Regions from separate parts of the Mus musculus genome. Here region 2 is linked to region 1. The links are chromatin contacts, called in public promoter capture Hi-C maps. All regions are on one chromosome and are shown on one strand. Each heading gives the region's core, a stretch centred on a gene start, on an enhancer-like site or on the middle of the called end of the contact. The rest is flanking DNA. Distances are from core to core; before and after follow the strand shown. Region 1 holds the start of Elmod2 (ELMO/CED-12 domain containing 2). Region 2 holds the start of Vps35 (VPS35 retromer complex component).

Evidence for each region. Capture Hi-C pulls out chosen DNA fragments and counts their contacts.
Region 2: a contact with region 1 is called in a promoter capture Hi-C map of adipose tissue, with 2.3 times the contacts expected there. The contact joins the promoter of Vps35 here to the promoter of Elmod2 in region 1. A contact is called at or near these places in 1 of 39 promoter capture datasets (pre-B cells), 1 of 484 Hi-C or Micro-C datasets (CD4 T cells) and 1 of 9 other capture datasets (adipose tissue).

The regions. Positions count from the first base shown.
Region 1 is chr8:83,329,809-83,336,600 of GRCm38.p6, forward strand. Elmod2 (ELMO/CED-12 domain containing 2) reads right to left here and starts at 2,678. Exons shown (of 9, transcript NM_178736.5): 1 at 2,542-2,678; 2 at 1,303-1,450. The coding sequence starts at 1,444. Gm32327 (predicted gene, 32327) reads left to right here and starts at 2,811. Exons shown (of 2, transcript NR_168721.1): 1 at 2,811-3,242.
Region 2 is chr8:85,295,687-85,302,478 of GRCm38.p6, forward strand. Vps35 (VPS35 retromer complex component) reads right to left here and starts at 3,831. Exons shown (of 17, transcript NM_022997.5): 1 at 3,769-3,831. The coding sequence starts at 3,771. Orc6 (origin recognition complex, subunit 6) reads left to right here and starts at 3,946. Exons shown (of 7, transcript NM_019716.2): 1 at 3,946-4,306; 2 at 5,423-5,552. The coding sequence starts at 4,242.

The DNA.
Region 1 (6,792 bases), core at 1,428-3,927:
TGTGTGTGTGTGTGTGTGTGTGTGCAGAATTGTGCTTTATGCCTCATTCAGCCACAAGACACTCTGCCATTCTTCCTTGTCATCCTGGGTACAGGGTCTGCTGTCCACACCTCACTCCCTTGGACGTAAAGAGCATCAATTCCTTATTCAAGGCATTTTTGATCAACACAAAATAGGAGCTGGTTAATTCTTGACTTTCTACTTAACACAGCATCATGAGCTGTGGCTCCGCCCAGGTCTCTCTTACCATTTCTACAGTAACTTCAAACCACATTTCTCAGCCATCTGAGTTTGAAGTCAGAACAACATTTTCAATTAAACACTGAAAAACTGTCATTTGACAGAAATATAACACAAGCCAAATTGAGCCCCATGTATACCATAGACATTTCCACAGCTATATTAAAACAAAATACATGCAATTTTTATTGCTCTAACAACTTATATTATCACTTGACTGTATTACAAATACAATTATCATACATCTTTACACATTTTTTCATATAAGTCTTTGAAATCCAGTGGGTATCTTACAGGTAAAGCACAACTCAATTAACATCATGCAGACTTCAAGTGCTCAGAACCATGTGGCCATCACTGTGAGCCTGGACCAAGTAGGTTCTAAAAGTCTTTCCTAGGACCAATGAGTAATCTGTCCATTCAGAAATAAGAGTCAAAAGTGAGAAGACTGATTATTGAGGCCTCAAAGTAGGAAAACAGATAACTGACTCTTCAATCTTTTTTTTAATTAGGTATTTTCTTCATTTACATTTCCAGTACTATCCCAAAAGTCCCCCATGCCCTCCCCCCTCACCCCCCCCCCACACTTCTTGGCCCTGACGTTCCCCTGTACTGAGGCATATAAAGTTTGCACGACCAATGGGCCTCTCTTTCCACTGATGGTCGACTAGGCCATCTTCTGATTCATATGCAGCTAGAGACACGAGCTCCAGGGGGTACTCTTCAATCTTTACCTCATACATTTGTGTAAAAATTTCAAATGGAAGAGAGAATAATTTTCTAGTAAACAATTGAAAATATAATCTGAATAATAACTGATACATTTTTAAGACACCCAAAAGGCTCGTTTTTTGGATACATATGGGATGTTTTAGGAAGTTTCTTTTTATATATTCAGTGCTCAATTCAATAGTCAGTAGTAGAATGAAAAGAACTTAAAGACCACAAAGCTTAAGAAACTCAGCTGCAGTGACTCGCTCAAATCAAACTCCCATGGGGTGAGCAGAAGAATTCAGTTAGGTTATAATTAATGTTGAATTTTCTTTATTTTGAAGGTATTACCTATTCTGTAGGTCCTCTGTGCCCCTCCATAGGTGTCAAAAATTCGCTGCAATTCACATTTCCCAGTCATCTGCCGTAAGAGCCATTTCATCCAAAATCGGAAAAAGTGTCCATAGAAAAACTCCCACAGAGACACGAACATGTTTCCCTGGAAAGAGGATATAAACACACAAGCTTAACGGTCTCAAACTGGAATTATAAAACTGAAAAAGAAATTAAGTTGATCCAACTCCCCAAATGATAATGAAATATATTATTCCATTGTGTCTATTTTGTGAGTGTTTAATTCATCAGGCAAGGAAATAACATACAACAGCTTAAATAATGATTTGCCAAATGGTCACTTGAAAAAAAAATGTAAAAAGTAGCCAAATAACTGGCCAAATTATTTAATCGCTAAAAAGAATAACCACATTTCATTTTTGCCAAATATTATATTTAATATTTTGGATTCATACTTCCGTTTTTCATCCCTTGAAACTTGGAACAAAGAAGTTCAAGAATAAAAGGACCAACCGAGCAACAATTTCAAATCTACCACACATCAGATGTGGCTTCCCAAAAAATGAGCTCTTCTCAGCCTTGGTTGAGAGCGCGCCCAGCTGTCCCTGTCAGCTGACTCCGACAAATGAAAACACTACAAGTGGCTTACAAACTGAAGCATACAGGTTGGGAAACCGAGCAGATGGCATCCTGACGAATTCATCATTGTTCTAGTCAGTAGGTGAAGGGCAGAGACACCAAGAGGTTAAAAAACAAAAAACCCCACAAAATCTATACACTTGATATAACTGATCTTGCAATAAAACTCTTTTCGGGTGCTAAACGAAGGGGAGGAGGGATACCGGGAACTCCAGCCCTGGGATTCGCAGACACACCCTCTCTGCGCCCGGGCCCGAGGAGCTGTCAAATTCGAAATCCCCGCAAGGCAAGGCACCAGGTGTCGGTGCCAGACACGCGGATCAGGATCTTTAAAATGAGTCATCCCGTCGGCGCTTGTCGGGACGAAGCGGGCAGAAGTGCCAGGCGCAGGCAGGCCGTCCCGCCGAGCCCCAGGGCCTCGGGAAACCGAGTGCGAGCCCCGTGGGCACCGCGCCGTCCCGCCCCTCTCGCGCGCGGGAACGCTGCACAAAGCCCCGACGGCCCCCGCACCCTGCGGGTTATCCGCGGGACGCCAGCGAGGCTTGCGCAGCCGCACGCCAGCAACTCAGAGTGAGAGAAAAATAAAACAGCAGCCACCTCACAGGAGCGGAAGAACTAGGGGGAAGCTGGCACTGCCTCGGTTTCCCCAGCTGCAAACACCGGCAACGGAAACGACGCTCTACGTGGAGCGCTCCCTGCGAACACCGCGACCCGGAAGTCCGCACGGAGGCTGCGGGGGCGGGGTGTCTCTTGGCTCCGCGCCCCGCCTCTTCGTCTTCTTCCGATTGGCTCGCTCTCAGCCTATCGCCGGCGCGGAAGGAGGGGCCCGCGGGCAGGCGCGCCAGACGCTGGACGGTTCCCATGGCAACGGCGGCGGCCGCACTCCCAGCCCAGCGCCAACGAGTTCCCTGTGGACTCGGCCTGGGAACTTTGCTCTGGGCTTTCCGGGACTCTTCCACCGCGGGCGTGACCACAGCACTTTCACTTACATTTCCTAATCTGCGAAGTGATTATTTCCCATCTTTATGAGGCACAAAGGAAACTTGGGTCGAAGGCACTTTATGGATGACGCAAAAGAACTTGCGTGACTAAGTGTGTGCAATGAGAAGTTGCGAGTTTTTCCTCTGAAAACAAACATGGAACACTTAATTCATCAAACGTTCATTTCTTAACATCGTTTCTACTGGAGGAATAATCTGTGCCTTTTTTTTAAACCTCAAAAGTATGGTTTTTATGTGCTAGGTGGTCTTCTACAAGGGACTCGCACGCCAAACCAACCAGCAAAAGCATAGTATCAGGTGAAGCTGCCTAACAAAGTTATTAAGGGGATTAGGGAGTAGGGGAAGGGATCATTACATACAGCGGAATCAGCAAAGTAAGGATAAGCGTTACTAGAGGAGATGAGGGAGTGTGCTGGGCCAGCTTCAGGAGGAAGACTGATCCACAGGACAGTAAATGTAGAAGTCCTGGGTTAGGAATGTATTACAAAAGGCTGATGGCACAATAATGGGGTTGGTGGGTTGGATAAGAAAGAGCCAAGTGGAGAGAAGGCTAAATATAAAAGAAGTTAAAAATGAAACAAAAGAAATTCCTGAATTGGGCACGCTCATGCATGCCTGTAATTACATGCCAGCTGGAGGGTGATGTGGGCAGGGAGATCTGCAGTTCAAGGCTACTTAAGGATCTGCCTAAAAAAGTAGATAGATAGATAGATAGATAGATAGATAGATAGATAGATAGATAGATAGATAGACAGACAGACAGACAGTTTAGCCTCCTACCCAAACAAGATTCCTGGCTCCTTGGTCCCCTTGTCAGGACCAACCACTATTAGTTCCTTATACTTCCAAAAATATTCAAGCCAGTGTCTTGTCTATGCCCCATCCATCTCCGTGTTAGGTCTGATTAAGTGCGCAGTACATGCCTTTCCAATTTTTCTTTTTTTCAAGACAGGGTTTCTCTGTGTAGCCCTGGCTGTCCTGTCACTTTGTAGACCAGGCTGGCCTCGAACTCAGAAATCCACCTGACTCTGCCTCCTGAGTGCTGGGATTAAAGGCATGCACCACCACGCCCGGCATGCCTTTCCATTTTAAAGGTAGATTCTTCTTGTAGAGCATAAACCTATGAAGGGCAGACAAGCCACCACCTTTGCCCCATGGGAGTGAAATATTTCGTGGAGACCATCTCTCTCCCTGTCTCCAGTCAAGTTCTTGTCCCGCCCTCCTCTAAGAATGGAGTGGTCAGACAACAAAGACGTGTTATTGACACTCTGGGATTAACAGCCTTTACAAGATAAAAACTAGTTTAAACAGATTGCCATGTAGGATTTTACTATTCAGAGCCATTTGAACTCTCAGTTCCTGAAAGCATACAGCTCTAGCAGGTCACTGGACCAGCATGGTGGCCAAGCTGGGACTCAAGGCTCTGAAGCTGCAAGTCTGGAAGTCTACATCAGAGTAGGTATCACAGCAGTGGGTCTTGGAGTCAGGAAGCAGCTGCAGAGACAATTCCCTTCTTAGCCAGACTGCAAACTCTTGGAGAAATGAACCCTCTGCCTCAGCTGCTGGCCATATCCTGGAGCAGCCTCAGGTGAGCTCCCTGCCCAGAGTAGAAGGACCAGGGAGCCTCCAGTCAAATCCATCCCCCGGGAGTGTTGGAGGCAGCCTTTCTTCTATATGCTCCTGCAGTAAGCTGTTCTGTTTCTATAGCTTTGAGTATCCAAATTTATAGGTTACCAAGCAGGCCCTGATTGGCAAATCTTGAAAATGGGTATGTCCTGAAAGTGGAAGAATTAGAATTTAGGATCAATCAAGGAAGAGTTATCAAATCTAATGGGGTAGGGGTAAACCCAGAGACCAGCAAAAGTTCTCAGTCAAGTACACAGCTCTCTGTTAGAGTAGGAAAATGTAAAAGAAATCTCTTGGCCAGCCACACACCATCTTTGGCGCGAACCCAGCAGAGGGTCCCAAGGTCCCTAGAGGACTCTCCACGATGCAGGCCCCCTAGCACACCAAGGGCCTCAGGATCACTAGTGAGTAGAATGCAAAATCAATTTCAAAGAATCCTGGAGGGTCTTGTGCCAGCAGGAACAGGGACAAAGGAACCCTGCCCTACCAGAGGATGGAATTCTTTCCTGTCAGAGCCAGCTGCGCACCATCTTCAGCGTGAACCCAGTACAGGGTGCCAAGGTCCCCAGAGGACTCTACACCTGGGACTTTGGGATCACTGGAGGCAGAGTTGAGACCCAGACCCCTGGGCACCTTCCTTGCCAGAGGAGAGTCCCGCCTCCAGGGAGGGCTCTAACCCCAGGACACAGGAGGTGGATCAGAGCTCCAGACTTCTGAACACCTTCCCTGGAAGAGGAGAGCTTGCCTGCAGAGAGTGCTCTGACCACTGGGATTCAGGTGAGAGTTGGGCTCCCAGGAGTGCTGACAGAGGCTAACAGAATCACAGGAGGAACAAGCTCCAGAACCAGAACATCCACAACATCATCAGAACCCAGAACACCCACAACAGCGAGTCCTCAATACCCTAACACACCCGAAAAGCAAGACTCGGATTTAAAATCATATCTCATGATGCTGGTAGAGGATTTTAAGAAAGGCATTAAACACTCACTTAAATACAGGAGAACACTGCTAAACAAGTAGAAGTCCTTAAAGAATTATAGGAAAACACTGCTAAACAGGTAGAAGTCCTTAAAGAGGAAAAACAAAAATCCCTTAAAGAATTACAGGAAAACACAACCAAACAGGTAATGGAATTGAACAAAACCATCCAAGATCTAAAAATGGAAGTAGAAACAATAAAGAAAACCCAAAGGGAAACAACTCTGGAGATAGAAATCCTGGGAAAGAAATCAAGAAACATAGATGCAAGCATCAGTAACAGAATACAAGAGATGGAAGAGAGAATCTCAGGTGCAGAAGACTCCATAGAAAACATGGACACATTTGACAAGATCCAACACCCATTCATGATAAAAGTCTTGGAAAGATCAGGAATTCAAGGCCCATACCTAAAATTGATAAAAGCAATCCAGTAGCCAACATCAAAGTAAATGGTGAGAAGCTGGAAGCAATCCCACTAAAATCAGGGACTAGACAAGGCTGCCCACTTTCTCCCTACCTATTCAACATAGTACTTGAAGTATTAGCCAGAGCAATTCGACAACAAAAGGAGATCAAGGGGATACAAATTGGAAAAGAGGAAGTCAAAATATCACTTTTTGCAGATGATATGATAGTATATATAAGTGACCCTAAAAATTCCACCAGAGAACTCCAGCTTCGGTGAAGTAGCTGGATATAAAATTAACTCAAACAAGTCAATGGCCTTTCTCTACACAAAGAATAAACAGGCTGAGAAAGAAATTAGGGAAACAACACCCTTCTCAATAGTCACAAGTAATATAAAATATCTTGGTGTCACTCTAACTAAGGCAGTGAAAGATCTGTATGATAAGAACTTCAAATCTCTGAAGAAAGAAATTAAAGAAGATCTCAGAAGATGGAAAGATCTCCCATGCTCATGGATTGGCAGGACCAACATTGTAAAAATGGCTATCTTGCCAAAAATCTACAGATTCAATGCAATCCCCATCAAAATTCCAACTCAATTCTTCAACGAATCTGCAAATTCACCTGGAATAACAAAAAACCTAGGATAACAAAAACTCTTCTCAAGGATAAATGAACTTCTGGAGGAATCACCATGCCTGACCTAAAGCTGTATGTACTACAGAGCAATTGTGATAAAAACTGCATGTTAGTGGTATAATGACAGACAAGTAGACCAATGGAATAGAATTGAAGACCCAGAAATGATCCCACACACCTATGGTCACTT
Region 2 (6,792 bases), core at 2,581-5,080, 2.0 Mb after region 1:
AACAAAAACTAAACAACTTGGAAATAAAATAGCTAGAATTGTTAATGACTTAGAAAAAGGTAAAGATAGTTTCTTCAAATACCTACTATTTCAAATATACAGATAAGCAGCTAAAAACAAAGTAAATCTATTCTTCCATGTCATCAGCAAAACTCTGCTTATAAAATGAACTCATTCTCCTTGTTAAGTAGAATTAACCCATACTTCATGTTTAATATCACCATGTTAACATTACTTCCACAGCCTGCCTAACAATGTAATTATAAATAATCATGTGTTTGAGATCCAGCATACACAATGTGTGCTTCATAAACGTTCACTGCACAGATAGGCTGATTCTAGGCCTTTCTGATCATATATTTGATTAAAAAAAACTAACCAGCAAATTAATGGATAAGCAGTATACACACAACAGACTATTGTTACGCCATAAAAAGGTCTCTAGTACTGAAACACACATATTATAGAAGTAAACCTAGAAAACACTACACCAAATGAAAGAAGTCTGACAATGCACGCTGGAAGACTCCACTTATATGAAATATCTTAAACAGATAAATCATCCACAGATTTACTAATTTAGAAGAGGAATGGTGGGCAAACCACTGATTAATGACTACAGAATTTTCTTTTGAGGTAATGAAAATATTTTAGAACAAAAGGTAATGTATTAAAACCCATTTACCTGTTCATTTTACATAAATTCATTAAAAAAATTTAAGACTAATTAGAGGAAAAGTACCTCTCTGCATAATGTTAGAAAAAGTAGAAGGATTTACACATAAACATGAAAAAAGGTCATGTTTCATATCTAAGACAAGTATAAGATTAAATAACAACAACAAAAATCCACTTCTGAAATACAATGGTTCATAAAAATTAAAAGCTTTGTCTTGGCTTCACTTCAGATAAAGAGAAAAACTGAGTAGAGAGCAATGCCGTGTGCTGTTTTTGCATAAAATAGTAAGATGAGTTTCCTACAACTATTTCTTTTCAAAAATCATAAAGGACTGAAGGGATAACCTGAACTCAATTCTTAGTGAGCTCAATTCTTACTATCCACACACTGGGTGGTTGGAAACCAACATAACTTCAGCTCCAGGGAAGCCAACACCATTGGCCTCTACAAGCACCTGCAGTCACATGCTCATACAAATGAACACACACATGTAATTAAAATCTTTTAATGAAAAATGCTTATTTTAATTATAAATTAATTAAAAAACAAGTATCTTAAGAAACGTTAATTTATATAGGAGAAATATTAGCATACACTCCCAATGTCCGTCAGCTAAGCAGTTCTACCCTTTTCTCTAACTTTTATTACTCTAAGTACCTTATATACATAGAACTACACAGCATTTTCCCTTTTGTATCTGGCTTATCTAGGATTATGTCCAAGATTCATCTGTATGAAAGCGTTTATCAGAATTTCTCTCTTTTTAAAGACTGTGTAATATCCCAGTATCTGTATATACTTGTGTGTGTATGTGTGTGTGTGTGTGTGTGTGTGTATACATTTATTGATTCACTCAATATAGACATATGGATTGTTTCCAGCGCTGGCTACTATGTGGAAATAACCTATAAATGGGCTATAAGCAATCACAAATTTTTGGTACAGACTAGAAAAATAAAAAAGCACACAAAGTTATGAATATGCACAGCACTCAGTAACGAGCGCTTCATAAATGTCAGCTATTATTATATCCAGTTTGAGAGTATTTACCTCTACTGGTTATAGGGACCTGTTTGTTGGTTAGTTTTCCCACTTATAAGTTGCATGTGCAATATGACAATACAACATAAATTGTAAAATAAACAGAATCATCATGTTGATGAATATAGTATTTAAACCTGATGAGAAAGCACAAATCAATACTTCAAGGAGAACTGAGGGTAACAAGAAAACAGGAAATTTAAAATAATTTAGGTTGGGGAGTTTGTGTCTAGCAGGCTGAAGGCCTTGGGTTCAATCCCCAAGACTGCAGAAAAGACAAAGTTAACCGTCTGGATCCCATACACACACTAACTTAGCAATACCCCAGAAATCCGATGACGGAGCACACCATGAACATTAAATGGCAAAATTCTTTCTTTGTGCAGAATTTCTGCCCATTCTCCTCAAAATCTGTTTGCATTACCTCCAAAGCTCCTAACACAACCTCTTTCCCACCAGGAGCCCAAAGAACTATAGCAGAATGTTTCAAAAGCACATCTCTGCCATTTATTTCTATCTGGTGCCTAGCACATTCTATAAAATTGAAAGTACACCAGATGTTTGGTTAGTGCTGGACTCAGGATTTTTAGGAGTACAGTACCAGTGATATCAACACTTGCTTCCAGATGCAAAAGTGAGACTTAAAGGCTAACTACCTACTCAAATCATAAAATTGCCTATGACAGAACTGATACCCAGGTTCCATTTTCCAATAAAATTCACAGGGAAAACTGGTCCAATCTGGTTCCCCAGGCACATAAATATAATTTATAGTGTATCCTCAAATGCTTTGTATTATAAAACACTATGTCAACCAGTAAGTGTTGAAAAACAAAAAAGTTAAACTTCACACCAGTCATGTGCCAAATCTCAATTGTACAAAGTTCCGAGGGGGGAAAACATCTTGTAAGGCAATATATTATATTAAATATACATCAAATATTTATCAAATTACGGGAACAAACGCTCAGAACTCAGCCAGCCAGAACCAAAGATGACATAAATACCAAGCTGATCGGAGTCTAGCAAGATCATCATAAAGGTCCATTCCAAAAAAAAGGAAAAAAAAAATCAACAAAAAGATTTAATGCTGGTTTTTCCTATTAACACACTTAAAGTGAAGTATGTGCAGTGGCACATAGAATTATCAATACAAAGAATGAATATTGAAATTAAAAAAAAAGGACATAAGCATAGCACATCCAAAACCACTACCTGTTCATACTACAGCAAATGCTCGTATAACGCAAGTGACAACTTGCCCTGTGGAAAACAGGATCCGAATTTTGCGGAAGTTCCTGTTTATAAGGCTAGTGCCACAAAGCATCACGACATGCTATCGTCGCGGAGAAACCTTTGAATGACTGCTTCCAGCAAGTGAGTTAGAATCCTCAGAGAGCAAATGCGAAACGGAGACCTGTCTCCTATCTGATGGTTGGGCTCAATGAAAAGAAAGCAGGAGTCCTTCGGGAAACTCACGTGAGCAGGTCCCTAGAATTCGCTGACAGGCGCTGCAAGATGAAGGGGGCTCTGCGGCCACGGAAGGCCGGGAGACCACTGCGCCCCCCCCCCAAGGATATTTCCAGCAGAGAAAAGGCAATGGGACCCCCGAGGACAGCTGAGTACAAAGCTGGAAATGCACCATCTGGGCGCGACCCAGCTACGGCGCCAGCTCAGAAGCTCGGGGGCTCCTCACTGTCCCAACTCCGCACAGACCCGGGAGTCCGACTCTCAGAGGGAAGGTGGCCGTTCCGTACAAGAGTCTGACGCAGGCCTCCACCGACACCCAGAACCTGCAGCCCGCGACACCCCTAAGGGAGGCTCCTGGTCTCGGGGTAACGACCAAATTCTGCGCCACCGCCCACCGCAGCCCACCGCAGCCTAACGCGGCCTTCCTCAGCCCGTGCCAAGCCCGCAGGCCCAGCCTGGACCGGACCGGCCTCGATCGAAATGCAGGGCCTCCTACTCCGCCAGCAAGGCTCCTGTCCGCCGAAGGAAAACGTGGACTGCGACTCGGCAACCCAGGCCCACCGCTTCCCCTCACTCACCATGGCGACTCCGGGGACCACAAGCAGCAGCGCCTACCCCGCCGGAGCCGCCCGCCGTCAGGTGACCGAGCCTTGCGAGCCCCGCCCTCTCTAGCCCCGCCCTTGGATAGAAGCGGCTTTTCGATTGGCCCACTTAAAATCTCGCGTAGTTTGGGGAGAATGGGCAGCCGGCGGTGTATAGTGGACGGGGCGGGGCGAGAATAGTACAACGCTGCGGCGAACTAGGGACAGCAGGAAGGGAAGCCTTAGTTAAGGAGATCCGCGGCCGAGGAAGGGCAGCGAGAGAACCTTCTGCGCGTCCACTTCGCCTGGGCCCGCGCCTCATCGTGTGCACATGCGTAGAAGGATGACCAGGATTGGTGTGTGGAACGGTCTCAACCTCTGGTCGCAACCAATCTGGACGCGCCGGGGGTGGGTCTTAACCCTCTGACAATCTGCGCGCGCATTGCTCTTGGCGCGCATTTCTTCCAGCGATGGAGTCGGAGCTGGTACGCCGCCTCGCCCCGCGTCTCGGCCTTGCGGAGCCGAGTGTACTGAGGTGAGTGTGGCCGTGTGTGCGGGTAGACGTCCCAGACTGCGGCCCTGGGTCCTCCCAAGGCAGCGTCGGATGAGGGACTGGCGATGAGGGAATGACCGCACACTGGTCTGGGCGAGACTCGGGCCCAACATCAAGAAAAACTGTTGTTGGCTTGTAGAAGATGGTTTGAGAGGACGTATATAGTCGTCCTTGAAGCACTCTAGCTCTGTTGGATACACTGTGGTCGGAAAAGCCGGGGAGGACCTCTTGTCATTCCTTCAGACTCGATAATCTTGATAAGCCAGCCTTGCAGGGCAGACCCTGTGCAAATCACTATAGATGGCAAGAGAAAGGTAGATTATGGTACAGAGTGAAGAGCTGAAGTGATGAGCAGGGCGTAAGAATTCCAGAAAAGGCCGGGCGTGGTGGCGCACGCCTTTAATCCCAGCACTTGGGAGGCAGAGGCAGGCGGATTTCTAAGTTCGAGGCGAGCCTGGTCTACAAAGTGAGTTCCAGGACAGCCAGAGCTATACAGAGAAACCCTGTATCGAAAAATCGAAAAAAAAAAATTCCAGAAAGGGCCCAGTGGCGTTGGGGCTGATTTATTAAATAGTGGCACGCATGGGAAAATATGGTAAGAGTGGCCCAAATAGCTTCCATTTTCCGAAGCCCTTGAGATTAGGAGGGTCATTGTAGGATCTGTCTTAGGAAATAAAGCTACAGCAGGCAAGTGTGTAGAAAGTTCGTAGGTCTATTCCCAGGGCTACTGACCGGAAATACAATGGGACCCAGAACTATTTTCACAAGCCGCCGAAACTGAGACCCAATCAGTCATTAAGGAAGAGAAAGGGATTTAATTTACTCTAATCTGCCTGAACCAATTCTTTATACTTGTTGAAATAATGTAAGAAGGAAAGGTAATGTCCAAGGAACACGCTTGGACACAGCTAAGTCTGGAGTCATTTTGGTTCTATGTAAAGAACTTCCACCTCTCCAAAGGATGTGCTTTCTAGGCCCCAAATGAACTTGCACAGTAGTTAGGTGGTGTGCAAGTCCACCATGCTGAATTCAGTTCTTTGCCTAAGTGTTGACAAAGTTCTGCAGCAGTTTTAGTGACCATACTGCCTTTATAACCAGGAAAGCAGAGGAGTTCCTGCGGCTGTCTAAGGTGAAGTGTGTCAGTCTGTCTGCACGTAGCTCAGAAACCAGCAATGCTGTCATATGCCTGGACCTTGCAGCTTCCTGTAGGAAGTGCCCCTTGGATAGAGTAAGTTGGCTCCAAAGGACATTTGAGTGATCTGATGTGACCCTGAGGTTTCTTTGTTTTAATCTTCTTGTTGGCGGCTCCGTTTCTTTTTTATTATTACGGTTATATGTAAGTACACTGTAGCTGTCCTCAGACACTCCAGAAGAGGGCGTCAGATCTCATTATGTTTGGTTGTGAGTCACCATGTGATCGCTGGGATTTGAACTCAGGTCCTTCGGAAGAGCAATCACAGGAGAGAGTTTTTAATCAACTTCAAGGGTACGATCTATCCTGACACAGAAATCAAAGCAACTTGAAGAATCTACATGGCACCTACAGTCATGAAGCAGAAATCAAGTAATCTTTGTACCCAATTCAGTTTCTCCTTTTTTTTTGTACATATAGGATCCCATTGCAGGAGATTTTGCCATCAGAAATGGTCTGTCCACCTCAGTTAATCTAATGGGCACAATCTCCCCTAGGCATGCCCAGTGGCTCTTTTTCCAAGTGAGTCTAGATCTCATCAAGTTAACAGTTGAGAGTAACTCTCACAGTTTGTCCAAATCTTTAATGTTTAAAATTAGAGTCAGGAAGAGTCACATGTTGAAACCAAATGTCAGTATTATTTACAAGATCCATGAACTGCTAGTTTCTTCATCCATCAAATAAGAATAAAAACCGTCTTTTACTGGATTATTATTCTGACTAAAGAAGGTATCTATCTTCTTTATGTAGTAGATGTACACAGTACTTGTGTCATAATGGATGTATTTATTCATTAAAGCTCTGTTAACTTTTCTGTTGCTATCTAACTCTTCAGTCTCTTTTACCCTGGCCTCAAGCTATGATACACACTTTGTGAGTCATAGTTTTGTAAAGGAAACACTTTTCCACCCTGGAATGCTTTGTTGCCAAGTTCCTTTCTGTCCTAACGTGACTCTGCTTTGTTGTATATCTTTTATAAAGCTCTCCATGATTTCCCAAGATAGACTTGGCTCCCTACAGTGGTGGATTATCCTGTTCTTCCCTTCCAGATATACACTTTCCTCACCCTACACCCAGTACTTCCTTTAATTTTCCTAGTGGTTTGTTTTGTGCAGCTGAGACAAGCTATACTATTTAGTCGTTTTTAAATTATTTGTAAGTGCTCTTGCTCCTCTCTCTCTCTTGCTAGTCCCTTCCTGCTCCTGCCCTCTCCCTATTCCCTTCCCCTCTCTCCACATGCTTATGGCTGGCCTCTACTCTTCTACTTCTCTACTCT